Regions from separate parts of the Muntiacus reevesi genome. Here region 2 is linked to region 1. The links are chromatin contacts, called in public Hi-C maps. All regions are on one chromosome and are shown on one strand. Each heading gives the region's core, a stretch centred on a gene start, on an enhancer-like site or on the middle of the called end of the contact. The rest is flanking DNA. Distances are from core to core; before and after follow the strand shown.

Region 1 (7,640 bases), core at 566-3,065:
TTAGATATACATATGTACTGTATGATTATTCTAACATTTTGAATATTTAAAATAATATCAACAACACCAAACTCAGATACAGACTAACAATTGATGCTTGCCAAAGAGGGGGGAGGTTCATTGATAAAATAAGTGAAGGGTGTGAGAAGTGATAGATTTCTACTTAAAAGATGATTGAATTTTTGAATGTAATGCACAGCATGATGACTCATTAACAAAACTGTATCTTATATTTAATTAATTAATTATTTATTTAGATGAGTCACTTGTGGGATCTAGTTCCTTGATAAAGGATAGAATCCTCATCCTCTGTAGTGTAAGTGTAGAGTCCTAACCACTGGACCGCCAAGAAAGTCCAAAAACTATACTGTATATTCAGAAGTTTCTAAGAGAGTGGTTCTTAAAAGTTCTCACCATGGGAAAAAAATTGTAACTCTGTTAACTAAACTTAATTTGTTAGTGGAGTGTATATGTGGTACTTAGTCGCTCAGTTGTATTCAACTCTTTGTGACCCGAAGGACAGTAACCTGCCAGGCTCCTCTGTCCATGGAATTCTCCAGGCAAGAATACTGGAGTGGGTAGCCATTCCCTTCTCCAGTAGATCTTCCTGGCTCAGGGATTGAACCAGGGTCTCTTGCATTGCAGGCAGATTCTTTACCATATGAGCCACCGGGGAAGCCAATATCAGATCATGTTATACAGTTTAAAGAAATATAGTGTTCCATTGCAGTTATATGTCAGTGAAATTTTTTAATTCTCTGATGCTCTTACTTTCTCTATGAAACCCAGATTTTTAAAAAAAGTATTTATTTTTATTTATTTTGGCTGCACAGGGTCTTAGTAGCAATATGTGGGATCTAGTTCCCTGACCAGGGATTGACCCCAGGCCCCCTGCATTGGGAGCATGGAGTCTTAGCCACTGATCAGCTGTGAGAGACAAAGGGGCCTAGTCTTAGAGTCGGGATAACATATTAATAATCGCTCAGCCTGAATGCCAAAGAAAGAGCCCAGAGACAAGGACAAAGACATCACAAGGTCCAGGAGAGACACACCACCGTGGTCAGACACAGCAGGCAGGATGTGGCGGTAGGCTTTTTTTTTAACTGGGGAGGATAGGGAGGTTACTTGCTTTAGAGGGAATTGAGGTGAGGTTGGCTCATCAGTTGACAGGGAAACCAGGGAAAAAGCAAGCCACTCATAGTCTCTGAGAAACTCAATGTGAAGTAATTACTATCTAATGACAAAAACAAGGACTATCTGGGGCTAGAGCAAGAAGGTAGGTATTGACAGATGAGGATTTCTTGTTAAGTGAAAGTTCAGGCAGGTGAGTAGGGTATAGGTGAATCGGACTGGTGGGGCAGGAAATATACAAAGAGGAAGAATACAGCCATTTTGGGTGTCCTGATTATCCATCATTGTTTCTCACTTAGTTGCACACCATCACTGACTATGCAGGCAAGACAGCCTTTTCTAAGTTTTTTCTCTCTTGTTCAGCTGTAGCAGGCCTGCCCAGTATCAACTTTCCACATTCCCAGTCAGAATCCTGTAGTCTTTTTTCTTTTCCCTGACCATAATTTATAGATGACTTGAGCACTTCAGGCTGCATGCATTTCAAGAGCGATAAGATAATGTTTTCTTACTTCCAGTTACCAAAGGATGTCAGCTAGATTATCCCTACACTTCAGTGATCAGTATCATTAAAGATTTAAATTCTCTGAAGCACCCACCCCTATTTCGTCATCGACTCCCCATGTCTTTAATGAGGACGGAGGCCCCCGACACGTGATTTCCCAGCGCTCCTCCCAGTGCTTCTTGGCTTTCCTCCTTAGGCTCCCAGTGTGGCGCCATTCCTTGAGGCCTTGGCACTACATTACCCAGAAGAACTTGCGCTAAAGCGAGGTAGAGCCCTTGAAAATTCAGAAGCTGCGCACTTCCTGGAGGCCGAACATCTGGCAGTGTGACTTCCGGCGCGTTTATTTAGACGTTTTGTTTGTTGTTGAGCCCGTGGGGCTGGTGATAAGCTTAGGAGTGAGGAGTTTGCTGGGAAGTGAGGGGCGTAAGGCGGAAGCGGAGCCTTCGTGCACACTGCACAGGGTCTGTTCTTAGGGTCGGGGAGGTCACCTTCTGCGGGGAGGTATCTTACCGAAACCGACCTGGTCGCTCCACTTTGGAAGCTCCGTTCCGCCCACAGGCTCGGATGGCGGCGGCTTTGCTGCCGGCGCCGCCTCAGGTAAACGCTCTGCCCTGCCCCCTTTGCCGTCAAAATATGAATGCCCCGTGTGAGAGCGCCTGCTCAGGTCGCTTTATCTCAGGGCCCTCTTCCACGACAGGCCTGAAAGCCTCTTGCAGGCCTTCATGTCCTTATTTCCGAGGACCTGTATAATGTGTGAGTGAGGCTTTGAGATGCAACTGAAGCAGGAATGTTGGGGAACCTCAGATCAGTCCAACTTCTGTGAGGAACAAAGTTTGCGGGCAGGCTTCACCTGGAGTGGCAAATGAGAGATTCTAATTTCCTGCATAGACCCTCTGGAAGCGGTGAAGAGTTTTGAGCACAGGAGGAACGTCATCTGAATTTAGGTTTTTAAAATTAGGCTCCAAAGCCGTTCAGTGAAAGAAAAGTCTGTTGGTGGGTGATGACTAATTTGAAGCAGAGGGAATTTCTGGCTTTTGCTTGCTCACAACTCGTAAGAGGTAGTACTGAGGATAGAGTCACGAAGAAGACCTTAGCCAGCCACCGTGCCATTCCCAGGGCTCTGGTCCCAGGCACAAATCCTGGGAAAGTTTGAGCCCCTGGAGCGTCACCCAGATCACCTTCCTCCATGGCCTGCCTGTTCCCACACATTCCCAGGACTGCAGAAACATTTTTGGTAAATGGAGGTTGTCCCTGTCCCTAAATTATTCTCAAGCCGATGCACACATTCTTTGTATTTGAGAAGGGTTTTGAAGCTCTTCACCTGCCATTTACCCAGACCCTTGGTTTGGGAACCCTGGAGAACCGCACGTTCAGGGTCCTGAATGCAGGCTGGGGTTTGTTGAGGTGGTTTTTATTTTCCATCATCAATGGGAGGAAGTGTGGAACTGGTCATTTTTAATGTGAGGCTGAACTGGTTTAGGTAAGTGCAGGTATTTTTTTTTTTTTCTGGTGGGAATAAACAGTAGGGAAGAGCAGGACTTTGGTTTGAAACGACTACCTGTGTTTTCTGGAGCCAATGGGAGTGTCAGATCAAAGGAGGGAGGTTTTTTTTTAACCCCAGGTTTCAAAAGGCCCCATCTGACTGGGAGGTGGGGGAGATGTGCAAAGAAATTGGATGGTAGTTTTTTGGGAGTGAGTTTGTTCATTGTTTTATTTGTCCCTATTGTACCAGGGCAGTGTGACCTTTGAGGATGTGGCTGTGTACTTCTCCTGGGATGAATGGTGTCTTCTTGATGAGGTTCAAATACACCTGTACCTTGATGTCATGCTGGAGAACTTTGCACTTGTGTGCATGCTGGGTAAGGCTTGCACACCCACCTCCTTCCTTTGAGCTAGGCTCTGCCTTTCTCCTTTTCCCCTGGGGCAGTTATGTCCTTCTCACATATGGACCATGGGCACTACTTTCTCAAAATGCTGAGTTATGTCCTGTGGTTAGTATAGCTAGGAACAGCGCAACCTCAGTGCCAGAACACCTGTATCCCCAAATTTGCAGTTCAGGGTTCAGGGTCAGTAGTTTTTTTGTTTTTTATAATTTTATTAAAACATTCTGTTCAGTTCTCAACTTTATGTTAATTTTTGCTGCACAGCATACCTACTAAGTTTTTTTATACACACACATACACACAGATATATATATATATATATATATATATTCCTTACTCATTTCCCTTATGGTTTATCACAGGTATTGAATATAGTTTCCTGTAATATGACATCAGGACCTTGTTTATCCATGCTATGTTTACTAGTTTGCATCTGCTAATCCTTTATTCCCAGTCCTTCCCTCACTTACCTCCCTCCCACTTGGCAGACACAAGTTTGTTCTCTATTCTTGAGTCTGTTTCTGTTTCCCAGGTATGTTTATATGTAGATATGTTGTGTCATATTTCAGATTCCATAAAGAAATGATATCAAATGGTATTTGTCTTTCTCTTTCTGACTTACATCATTTGCAAATATTTTCTCCGAGTTTTTAGGTTGTCTTTTTTGGTTGCTTTTGTTTTTAGAATACTTAAAAAAAATTTTTTTTTGGTTGCATTGGGTCTTTGTTGCTGGGAGGATTTTCTCTAGTTGTAGTGAGCAAGGTTTACAGGTTGGTTTCAGTACTTGTGACCTGAGGGTTTAGTTGCCCTGTGGCATGTGGAATCTTCCTGGACCAGGGATCTTATCCGTATCCCCTGCAGATATATTCTTAGCCACTGGACTGCCAGGGGATTCTTGACATGGATTTCGTTTATTGATTTTTGAATGTTACATTATCCTTGTGTACCTTGCAATAATCCCAGTTGGTCATGGTATATAATTTTTTTTTTTACAGTTTTTGATTCAATTTACTGATATTTCATAGCATGTGGATCTTTTAGTTGAGGTATGTGAACTCTTAGATGCAGCATGTGGTATCTAGTTCCCCAACCAGGGATGGATTCTGGGCCCCTTGCTTTGAGAGTTAGGAGTCTTAGCCAATGGACCACGAAGGATATCCCACCTCTTTCATTTTTTTCCCTTTTCTTTCATTTTTAATATTATTAATTTGTGTACTGCCTCATTTTCACAGTTAGACTGACTAGAATCCTTTTTATATTATTAGTCATTTTAAATAACAAGGTTTTTTTTGAGCTTTGTTGATTTTTCTATATAGTAGTTTTAAAAGGTAAAAGCACAGATAACTGATTTTAGGTCTCCTTTTGTAATATGTTCATTCAGTGTTATAAATTGCCTTATAAACACTGCTTTCACTTACTTTGAGAAGTGTTGTGTTTATTTGAAAATACTTAAAAAGTTTCTTCAATTCAGTTTAGTCGCTCAGTTGTGTCCGACTCTTTGCGACCCCATGAATCTCAGCACGCCAGGCCTCCCTGTCCATCACCAGCTGGAGTCCACCCAAACTCATGTCCATTGAGTCAGTGATGCCACCCAACCATCTCATCCTCTGTCGTCCCCTTCTCCTCCTGCCCTCAATCTTTCCCAGCATCAGGGTCTTTTCAAATGAGCCAGCTCTTCGCAGCAGGTGGCCAAAGTATTGGAGTTTCAGCTTCAACATCAGTCCTTCCAATGAATATTCAGGACTGATCTCCTTTAGGATGGACTGGTTGGATCTCTTTGCAGTCCAAGGGACTCTCAAGAGTCTTCTCCAACACTACAGTTCAAAAGCATTAATTCTTTGGCACTCAGCTTTCCTTATAGTCCAACTCTCACATCCATACGTGACTGCTCGAAAAACCATAGCTTTGACTAGATGGACCTTTGTTGACAAAGTAATGTCTCTGCTTTTTTTTTTTTTAATATCTCTGCTTTTTAAATGCTGTCTAGGTTGGTCATAACTTTCCTTCCAAGGAGTAAGCGTCTTTTAATTTCATGGCTGCAGTCACCATCTACAGTGATTTTGGAGCCCCCAAAAATTAAGTCAGTCACTATTGCCACTGTTTTCCCATCTATTTGCCATGAAGTGATGGGACCAGATGCCATGATCTTGGTTTTCTGAATGTTGACCTTTAAGCCAACTTTTCACTCTCCTCTTTCACTTTCATCAAGAGACTCGTTAGTTCTTCACTTTCTGCCATAAAGGTGGTGTCATCTGCATATCTGAGGTTATTGATATTTTTCCTGGCAATCTTGATTCCAGCTTGTGCTTCTTCCAGCCCAGTATTTCTCATGATGTACTCTGCATATGAGTAAATAAGCAGGGTGACAGTATACAGCCTTGACGTACTCCTTTTCCTATTTGGAATCAGTCTGTTGTTCCATGTCCAGTTCTAACTAAGAGTTTTCTTAACATTTCTTTTTTGGGACTACCTCTTTGACCCATGTTTTATTTGAAAGTGTATAGTTTAATTCTCAAAATTTTGGGAATTTTTTCAGCTATCTTTGTGTTGCTTATTTTTTTTTGAAAGTTGCTCAGTCATGTCCAACTGTGTGTGACCCCATGGACTATACAGTCCATGAAATTCTCCAGGCCTGAATACTGGAGTGGGTAGCCTTTCTCTTTTCCAGGGGTTCTTCCCAACTGTGTTACCGATTTTTGTTATAATTCCACAGACATTCCAAGACATTGTATGATTTCAGTTGTTTCAAATTTGTTAAGGTATGTTTTCTGACCTAGGATGTGGTCTATCTTGTGAATGTTATATGTCAGCATGAATATACTATTGTGCTGATTTTGAATGGAGTATACTAGTAGTCTTTAGGTGTCCTTACATCCAGTTGATTGATGATGGTACTTTTCAGTTCAACAGCATCCTTACAGAATTTCTGTTTGCTGAATCTGTTCATTTCTGGTAGAGGAGTGTTGAATGAAGTCTCCAAGTATTACATCTGTTTCTACTTGTAGGTCTGTTTTGCCTCACATTTAAATATTCTGTTGTTAGGCATTTAAATGTTTTGAAGGATTATTTTGAAATCTGAAAAACTGACCCCTTTATCATTGTGTTATTCTCTTTATCCCTGATGACTTTGCTTGTGTTAAGTCAGCTTTGATATTAATATAGTAACTATTTCTTTTTTTTTTTTTTTTTATCTTTTCCTCTTTTTTTTTGACTGTGAGACATGTGGGATCTTAGTTCCATGGCCAGGGATTGATCTTGCACTCCCTGCATTGGCAGTGCAGTGTCTTACACACTTGGCTGTGAGAGCCACATCCAGTCCTTGTGTCCTGGACATGGTGAGAGCAGCTGCTTCTTCAGTTTAATCCTTGTTCATGTCCTGAACATGATTCCATGGACTGCCTCTTTCATGTATCAGATGTACAGTTGTGATGATGTCATTCCTCCAATAAAGTCAACCTGTTTGTTTTCAGGTTCTTGTCGTGGAGTCCAGGATGCAGAGACATGTTCTGAACAGAATGTATCTGCAGAGGGAGCATCACAGATTAGGGCTCCCAGGGCAGAATTGTCTCCTGAGAATACCCAGCCCTGTAAGATATGTGTCCCAGTCTTGAGAGACATTTTACATTTAGCTGAAGAGCAAGGAACAAATAGGGAGCAAAAAGAATACACATGTGGGGCATGTGGGAAACAATTCTATTTTACTGCCAATGTTCAGCACCGCATTGGAGTGAAATTCTGCCAGTGTCATATGGGAAGACCTGCATATTTGCAAAGCTGTACAATCCATGCAGCAAGGAATCTGTCTACCAACACGGAGATTGGGAGTGACTTACTGGCCTACACGGGAGTTCAGAAACAAACCACTAATACCAGGATGCCACAAAACAACAGTAAGGAGTATGATGCTGTTTTTCACAGTGGAAAAAGTCATCAGAGCTGGGGAAGAGGCAAGATAGTCTCCAGCCCCACAGACATGCTTGTTCAGGATGAAGAAGCCCTCACTGGTGAAGGATTTTGTGAGTTCAGCAAATGTAGGGAAGCCTGCACCCAAAGAAATAACCTTATTCAGCACCAGGAAGTTCATGCCAGAGAAAGGTCTTATGAATGCAGCCATTCTGGAAAAT
Region 2 (7,099 bases), core at 424-2,923, 380 kb before region 1:
GAGGGACACGGAGCTGACGAAAGCACAGGCCGGGCCAGGGACAGAGTGATGGAAAAGGCCCTGAGGGCAGAACAAGCCTGGTGGGGACCACGGGTGGCACCTGAAGGCCGGGTGGGAGGGGGCACTGTACTCACCGGGTCCCCGGCGGCGAGGAGCCCAGCAGTCATCCCCTCCTCCTCGGGCCTCTTGCAGGAATAGTCAGCTCCTCTGTAGGCAGTTCTGGGGGGAAAGGGGATACGAGAGACTGGGCAAGTGACAAGTGACGAGTGACTCCAGGCCCCGGAAGGCCTGTGTGCATGTAGTAGGAACTCCGTGCCCAGGTGGGATGCAATAGGATTGCCGCTTCAGCGTGGCATTTCTTGAACTCCTGCTGTGCACCCGATGCTATTCTGGGCACTGTTGAAAGATGACCTCCCTTTCCTTTACTGATTCCAGACAGGGAAATGGATGGCCAGAGGGGCAAGGGGTGCAGCCCAGGTCGCACAGATGATTCCCAGGGTGATGACTCTGTTACTGTGCAGAAGGCAGAAAACCAGGCAGTACTGGGGTCTCTGGCACTCTTTGGTGTGCCTGTTTCTACAAAAGGTTTTTCTCTTATAAAATGAGGATGATGACCCAGGACGGAGCTTATGAGAATTAAAATGTGAAATGGAGACGTTCCCTGGTGGGCTAGTGGTTAGGATTCTGGACTTTCACTGCTGTGGCCTGGAGTTTAATCCCTGGTTGGGGAACTGAGGTTCCATGAGCCATGCATTGCGGCTAAATAAATAACGACCCTGCCTATTGGCACCTGATTCTGCCCCAGCCACTCTGACCAGTTGCCTTCATTGCAGTTCCCTGGATGGGAGTTATAATATTCAGTGATGTTTTATGGGCTTATCATCCTCTCCCTGACTCTCCTGTGGCATCCAGGGCGGAGACAATCTTGGCGACAGAGGACAGGGCCTGGCACCCGGAACATGTAAACACTTGCTTGTTGAAGTAACGAAGGAATCTGGATGGTGCCTGGCATGCAGCTGATGCTCAATAAGATTTTAATTCGTCTGTTTCCTGGGTCCCAAGTGGATAAGGCCAAAATCCGTTGCTCTGGGTCTCCTTTACCTTTCTTCTTTACGGACAGAAGCCCCTCAAGAAAGTGAGGTTCCACAGCTGACATGGTGGTGGGACCTCCTTCTCCGCCTCCAAACCGCGGAGGTCTCGCCCAGTCCAGGGAGGCATGCAGGCTGGGCTGGCTCCAGGCTCTGAGGAGTCAGGCCAGCTAATCCCTACGACTATGCTCCCGAAGCCAAAGACCTCAGTCCCTTCCCTCGCAGCCGTGAGCCAGCCCCCGCCCCAACTCCTCCCCTCGGGCACGAGACACCCCTCCCGATTGGGCCCCGCCCACCCGGCCCGCCCACCCCGCCCACAGCGGCCCAAACTAGGCCGAAGCAGTAGAGGGGATGTGACACAGGCGCGCGCGGCTCTCTACACACCCTGGCCGGCGTCCCAGGGGAGACCCTGGACCCGCGCTCCGCCCGGCCTCCCCCACCCCGGCCAACCCAAGCCTCACTTACCGCTGGACTGTAGGACAAAGACTGAGGCCGCCACGGAGCGCACTGCGCCTGCGTACCGACGCTGAACTACACCTCCCAGAGGGCGGCGCGCGCCTCCGATCGTCCTCCCGCTAGCCACGCCCCTCCTGGGTGGCTGAGGTTGAGGGGCTCTGAATCCTGGCTCCGCCTAGTTTTCCAGCCTGGGACCCTCTCGTTCCGCACTCCTTGGAGGACTGCCAGGAGGAAGGCCACGCCCGCTGCTGGCCGAGATCGCGCCTAGCTGGGCGGGCGCCGAACTACAACTCCCAGAGAGCAGTGCGCCCACCTCCGGTCGTCTCTCAGCTCGTCCCACCCCGCCTGGGGCTGAGGCTGAGAAGTTCGAGCCCCTCTGACGCCTCACTCCTGGGACACGCGTGAGGCTGCGACCGCGTTGGTCTGGGAGTGCGCCTGCGCAGAGAGCGCCGAACTGCGTCGCCCAGAGGGCCACTCGCGGCTTCCCTGGGCGTCTGTTCCCGCCCGTCGGGTTCTTCTGATACCCGAATTCGAGTCCTGACACCTCTCTGTCCCCATCATAAACATTCCGTGCCGCCGCCGCGGTGAGGAGCCTTTGATTGTAGCCCGGCGCTCAGTAGGTGCCAGTATTTAGTACACGGTTATAAGAAACATGGATATTTGAAAAGTGCTTTACACACTGCTTCGTAACTGTCAGAACTGCGTTTCAATAGCATCATAGTATTCAGCCAGGTGGCGCTGGTGGTAAAGAACGTGCTTGACAATGCAGAAGGTGTAAGAGACGCGGGTTCCATCCCTGTGTCAGGAAGATCCCTTGGAGCAGGAAATGGCAGCCCACTGCAGTATTCTTGTCAGAAGAACCCCTTGGACAGAGAAACCTGGGGGGCTACAGTCCAGGGAGCCGCAAAGAATGGGACAGGACTGAAGCGATTTGGCACCTGCACATAGTACGCAAAGCTTCCCAAGTGGCTCAGTGGTAAAGGATCCGCCTGCAGTGCAAGAGAGGCGGGTTTGATCCCTGGTGGGAAAGACCCCTGGGAGTAGGAAGCTGCAACCCACTCCAGTATTCTTGCCTGGAAAAATTCCACTAACGCAGGAGCCTGGCAGGCTAAAGTCCGTGGGGTTGCAAAGAGTCAGATGCCACTGAGCATGAATACATTAAAAGTTGACGTCCCCTCACATGACTGAATTCGCCATTTGGTGAACACTGGCCAAGGCCAACCAGGTCAGGTGGCATGCCCAGGGTACGGCAGCCAAGCGTACAAGGTGAGACCGTTCACCATTCCCCCACTCGAGCTGGACTTATTTTCAGTAAAGCATGTGAACATCCAGTGTAGCAAGAATCTAACCAAGGCTGAGCCACCTCACCTGCCTTTGCCCTTTTAAGAGGGGATTGATTGATTCAGATAAGTTGGGGCTTGCATGATGGATCTGAAGCTGAGAAAAAGTTTCAAGCCAAGGGCATCTTTTCTTTGACTGAAACAGCTGTTTATTTGGAAAAACTCTGATGCTGAAAACAGCAAACAATAAGAATTCTTATGTTAGGGGGAAAAAACAGCCGGTGACATCTCTTTTTTACAGATAACAGGTGAAAAGATTTGGCTGGTTCACACATGAGTGAAAGACTTCAAATCTAGTAAGCCTTGTAACAGTGGTTGTTATGAGAAGATATGTCTGATGGCTCAAAATCGGAATGCTCTCATGATGCAAGCTCTAGTTTTTCTTTTCAGGTGTCATTTAGAGACTATAAAGGATCATATTTGTGATTGTCATACTGAAAGGTACTCTTCTGTCTGCTGAAGTAAGAAAGCTTTAAAGTGTTCATAAAATGTCTATTACTACTTCCCTCACCTGCAAATCCAAATGAAAAGTAAGACTGTTTTTCCTTTTTCTTTCACAAAATGTACCCTTTTCCTCCCCAGTTTTCTTTTACCAGATCAAAAGGCATGAAAACTTCCCATGTGGCACTAGTGGCAGAGAACCCATCTGCCAATGCAGGAGATAAGAGAGACGTGGTTTCAGTCCCTGGGTTGGGAAGATCCCCTGCAGGAGAAAATAGCAACCCACTCCAGTATTCTTGCCTGGAAAATCCCATAGACAAAGGAGCCTGGCAAACTGCAGTCTATGGGGTCACAGAGTCAGTCACGGCTGAAGCAACTTAGCATAAACTCTCTCATGATGACATCGTTGCTATAAAAAATTGTTTTTGGCTGTGCTGGGTCTTCATTAATGTGTGAGTTTTCCTCTAGTTGCAGTGCATGGGCTTCCTATCATGGTGGCTTCTCTTGTGGAGCATGGGCTCTAGGGTGTTGCTTTAATGAGTATTTTTCAATGAACTTAAGTGGCCATCAAAAGTACACAGGATAAACAAATTGTGGTATAGTCATTCAATGGGAAACTATACAGCAGAGAAAATAAATGAAATTGAGTCTCACATATCAAAAAGGATAAATTTTGGGACTCTCCTGGAGGTCTAGTGGTTAGGAATCCACACTTCCACTGCAGGGGTCTGGATTCAGTCCCTGGTTGAGGAACTAAGATTCTGACAGATAACATGGCAAAACAAATAACAATAACAAAAAGCCCTACACAAAGGTGAAAGGATAAATCTTGTAATGATAAATTTATGGAGCAAAAAATGCAAGTTGCAGATGGAATTATATGCTTTTATATGAATGCAAAACGTGCTTTGTATTGTTTTGAAACAGACACATTGTAAAGTTTCAGGAAACACATGGCATGATTCACATCTCATTCAGGACAGTGGCTGCCCCCAGAGGAAGGGAGGTTACTATTCCAGAGGGGAGTGTTGTTCAGTAGCTACTTCGTGTCCAACTCTTTGTAACCCCATGGACTGCAGCATGCCAGGCTTCCTTGTCCTTCACTATCTCCTGGAGTTTGCTCAAGTTGGTGATTGTATCCAACCATCTCATCCTCTATCTCCCCCTTCTCTTTCTACCCTCAATCTTTCCCAGAATCAGGGTCTTTTCCAATGAAGAGAGGGGAACAAAGGGGTTTAGGCCTGTAGGTTGATGATGTTCTTTTTCATTTTTTCATTCAGCTTAGGAGTCTTTTCACAGGTTTCATTGAATCTCTTAAAATTCTTATGTCTTACATATTTTTCTTAAAAGAAAAAGGAGCAGACATCTAACATTAAATTCCAGGCACATGAGAAATTGGATGCTGAATGTTGAACTGGTGGCAAAGCAGACCTGTGAAAGGGGAGCCTCTACATGGTCACCAGTTGTAGAGAAACATCTTGACTTTCATCTGGTGGGGGGGAGGTGGGGGGGTGGTGGGGAGGTACTCAGAATCCCCAAGTATTGACCTTTGTGACTCTTAGAATGTTAGCTGGAGAAAATAAGTTAATCCTAGGATTTGAGAGCATGAGGTATTAGATTGGTGCAAATGTAATTGCAGTTTCAGACCATGAATTTTAAATCATTATACTAGGATCAAAAACATCTTTATTAATCCAAACAGGAACCACTACAATCAAGATTTTGCCAATGAGAAATAAGTTTGCTTAGTCCTATAGTATAAAAACCCGTGCTTTAGGATTCAGTGCACTCTTGGAAAGCATTTTCTGCATCCTGCTCATTGTGGAAGTGGCTTTTCTGTAATAAGTTCTCAAGATGCTTGAAGAAGTGGTAGCTGATTAGCCAGAGGTCAGGTGAATATGGCTGATGAGGCAAAACTCTAGCCCAATTCGTTCAATTTTGGAAGCATTGGTTGTCTGATGTTTGGTCAGGCATTGTCATGGACAATTGAACCTTTTCTGTTGACTAATGCCGGCTACAGGTGTTGCAGTTTTTGGTGTGTTTCACACATTTGCTGAGCATACTTCTCCAATGTAATGATTTCACCAAGATTCAGAAAGCTGTAGTGGATCAGGCCAACAGTAGACCACCAAATAGTGACCATGACCATTTTTTGGTGCAAGTTTGCCTTTGGGAAGTGCTTTGGGGCTTCTTTTCAGTCCAACCATTGAGCTGGTTGTTGCTGGTGATTGTATCCAACCATCTCATCCTCTATCTCCCCCTTCTCTTTCTACCCACTTTTCATTGCATGTCACAATCCAAACGAGAAATGGTTCACTGTTGCACAGAATAAGGGGACATTACAAAACAACAATTTTTTTTTTGGTCAGCTCATGAGGCATCCACTGATTGATCTTTTTCACCTTTCCCATTTACTCCAAATGCCAAACAACCATAGAATGGGTGATGTTGAGTTCTTTGGCAACTTCTCATGTAGTTGTAAAGAATCAGCTTCGATGATGCTCTCATTTGGTTATTGTCAACTTCTGATGGCCGGCCACTACACTCCTCATCTTCAAGGATCTTGTCTCCTTTGCAAAACTTCTTGAACCACCACTGTAGGTTCATTAGCAGTTCCTGGGCCAGATGCATTGTTGATGTTGCAAGTTGTCTCCGCTGCTTTATGATCCATTTTGAACTCAAATAAGAAAATTTCTGGAATTTGCTTTTTGTCTAACATCATTTCCACTGTTGTTGTTGTTGTTCAGTCGCTAAGTTGTGTCAAACATTTTGCGACATCATGGACTACAGCATGCCAGGCTTCCCTGTCTTTCACTATCTCCTGGAGTTTGGTCAAACTTACGTTCATTGAGTTGGTGATGCCATCCAACCATCTCATCCTCTGTTACCCCCTTCTCTTCCTGCCCTCAATCTTTCTCAGTCTAAAATAAATATAAAATCAACAGCAAGTAACGTCATTACCAAAAAAACCGTAAAATGAGAAATGTGCATTAAAATGATATATAACATAACCACATTTATTTAGAATGTATTCCAATATCAATATCTGAGCAAACTCCAGAAAAAGTGAAGGACAGGGGAGCCAGGTGTGCTGCAGTCCATGGGGTTGCAAAGAGTGAGACTCGACTTAGCAACTGAACAACAACAACAACAACAACAACAGTATCAGATGGCAAATTAAAAAAAGCAAAAACTGCAACTGCTTTTGCACAAAACTAATAACTTCTAGTCTAGCTGACTTGTACTAGTTATTTTACTGTTGGTGACCTACAACCCAGCTCATAAAATGCCCTACTTTTTCCAAATAAGTGTCCTTGACTCATCCTCCCTTAACCTTTCATTCTCATCTGGCTATGACGAAATGGAACCGGCTGGAGCCCTTCACTTGCCATGGGGCGATCACATTTTTGACATCTCTCAGAGGGAGCATGTCCACAGACAGCATAGATTCTACTACCACTCTGGTCTTTTACGATTCAGAAACCTCAATAACTGCTCAGACACAGCCCAAACTTCTGTAATAGAGGCATCCAAAATGGCTGTTTGGCCCAGTCTTGGCCACCCCATCACTCAGAGAGAATAGGGTACCATCCAGCAAGCTCTGGTAACTGAAGTAGAAGAGGGCCTGGACAAAAAGGAAGCAGCTTCGTCACACACCTGTAACACGTTCTCCACTCACCCTTGGTAAACAGCTCTGCATTGAGAGGCCTTCTCCACGCCTTGATCTCCATATTAGGGGCTGGACTGCAGTCCATGATGCACAAACTTGAATCC

Evidence for each region. Hi-C and Micro-C count contacts between places; a contact is called where the count stands out from the background.
Region 2: a Hi-C map of muscle shows a contact between it and region 1, with 6 times the contacts expected there. The contact joins the promoter of ZNF135 here to the promoter of LOC136161795 in region 1. A contact is called at or near these places in 2 of 3 Hi-C or Micro-C datasets (blood and muscle).

The regions. Positions count from the first base shown.
Region 1 is chr2:279,955,739-279,963,378 of mMunRee1.1, reverse strand. LOC136161795 (zinc finger protein 211-like) reads right to left here and starts at 1,815. Exons shown (of 4, transcript XM_065926892.1): 1 at 1,728-1,815. LOC136161803 (zinc finger protein 211-like) reads left to right here and starts at 1,985. Exons shown (of 3, transcript XM_065926909.1): 1 at 1,985-2,230; 2 at 3,366-3,492; 3 at 6,987-7,640. The coding sequence starts at 2,198. LOC136161790 (zinc finger protein 211-like) reads left to right here and starts at 3,382. Exons shown (of 5, transcript XM_065926885.1): 1 at 3,382-3,492.
Region 2 is chr2:280,337,749-280,344,847 of mMunRee1.1, reverse strand. It overlaps ZNF135 (zinc finger protein 135), which reads right to left and starts at 1,673. Exons shown (of 5, transcript XM_065926983.1): 1 at 1,554-1,673; 2 at 135-219. The coding sequence starts at 167.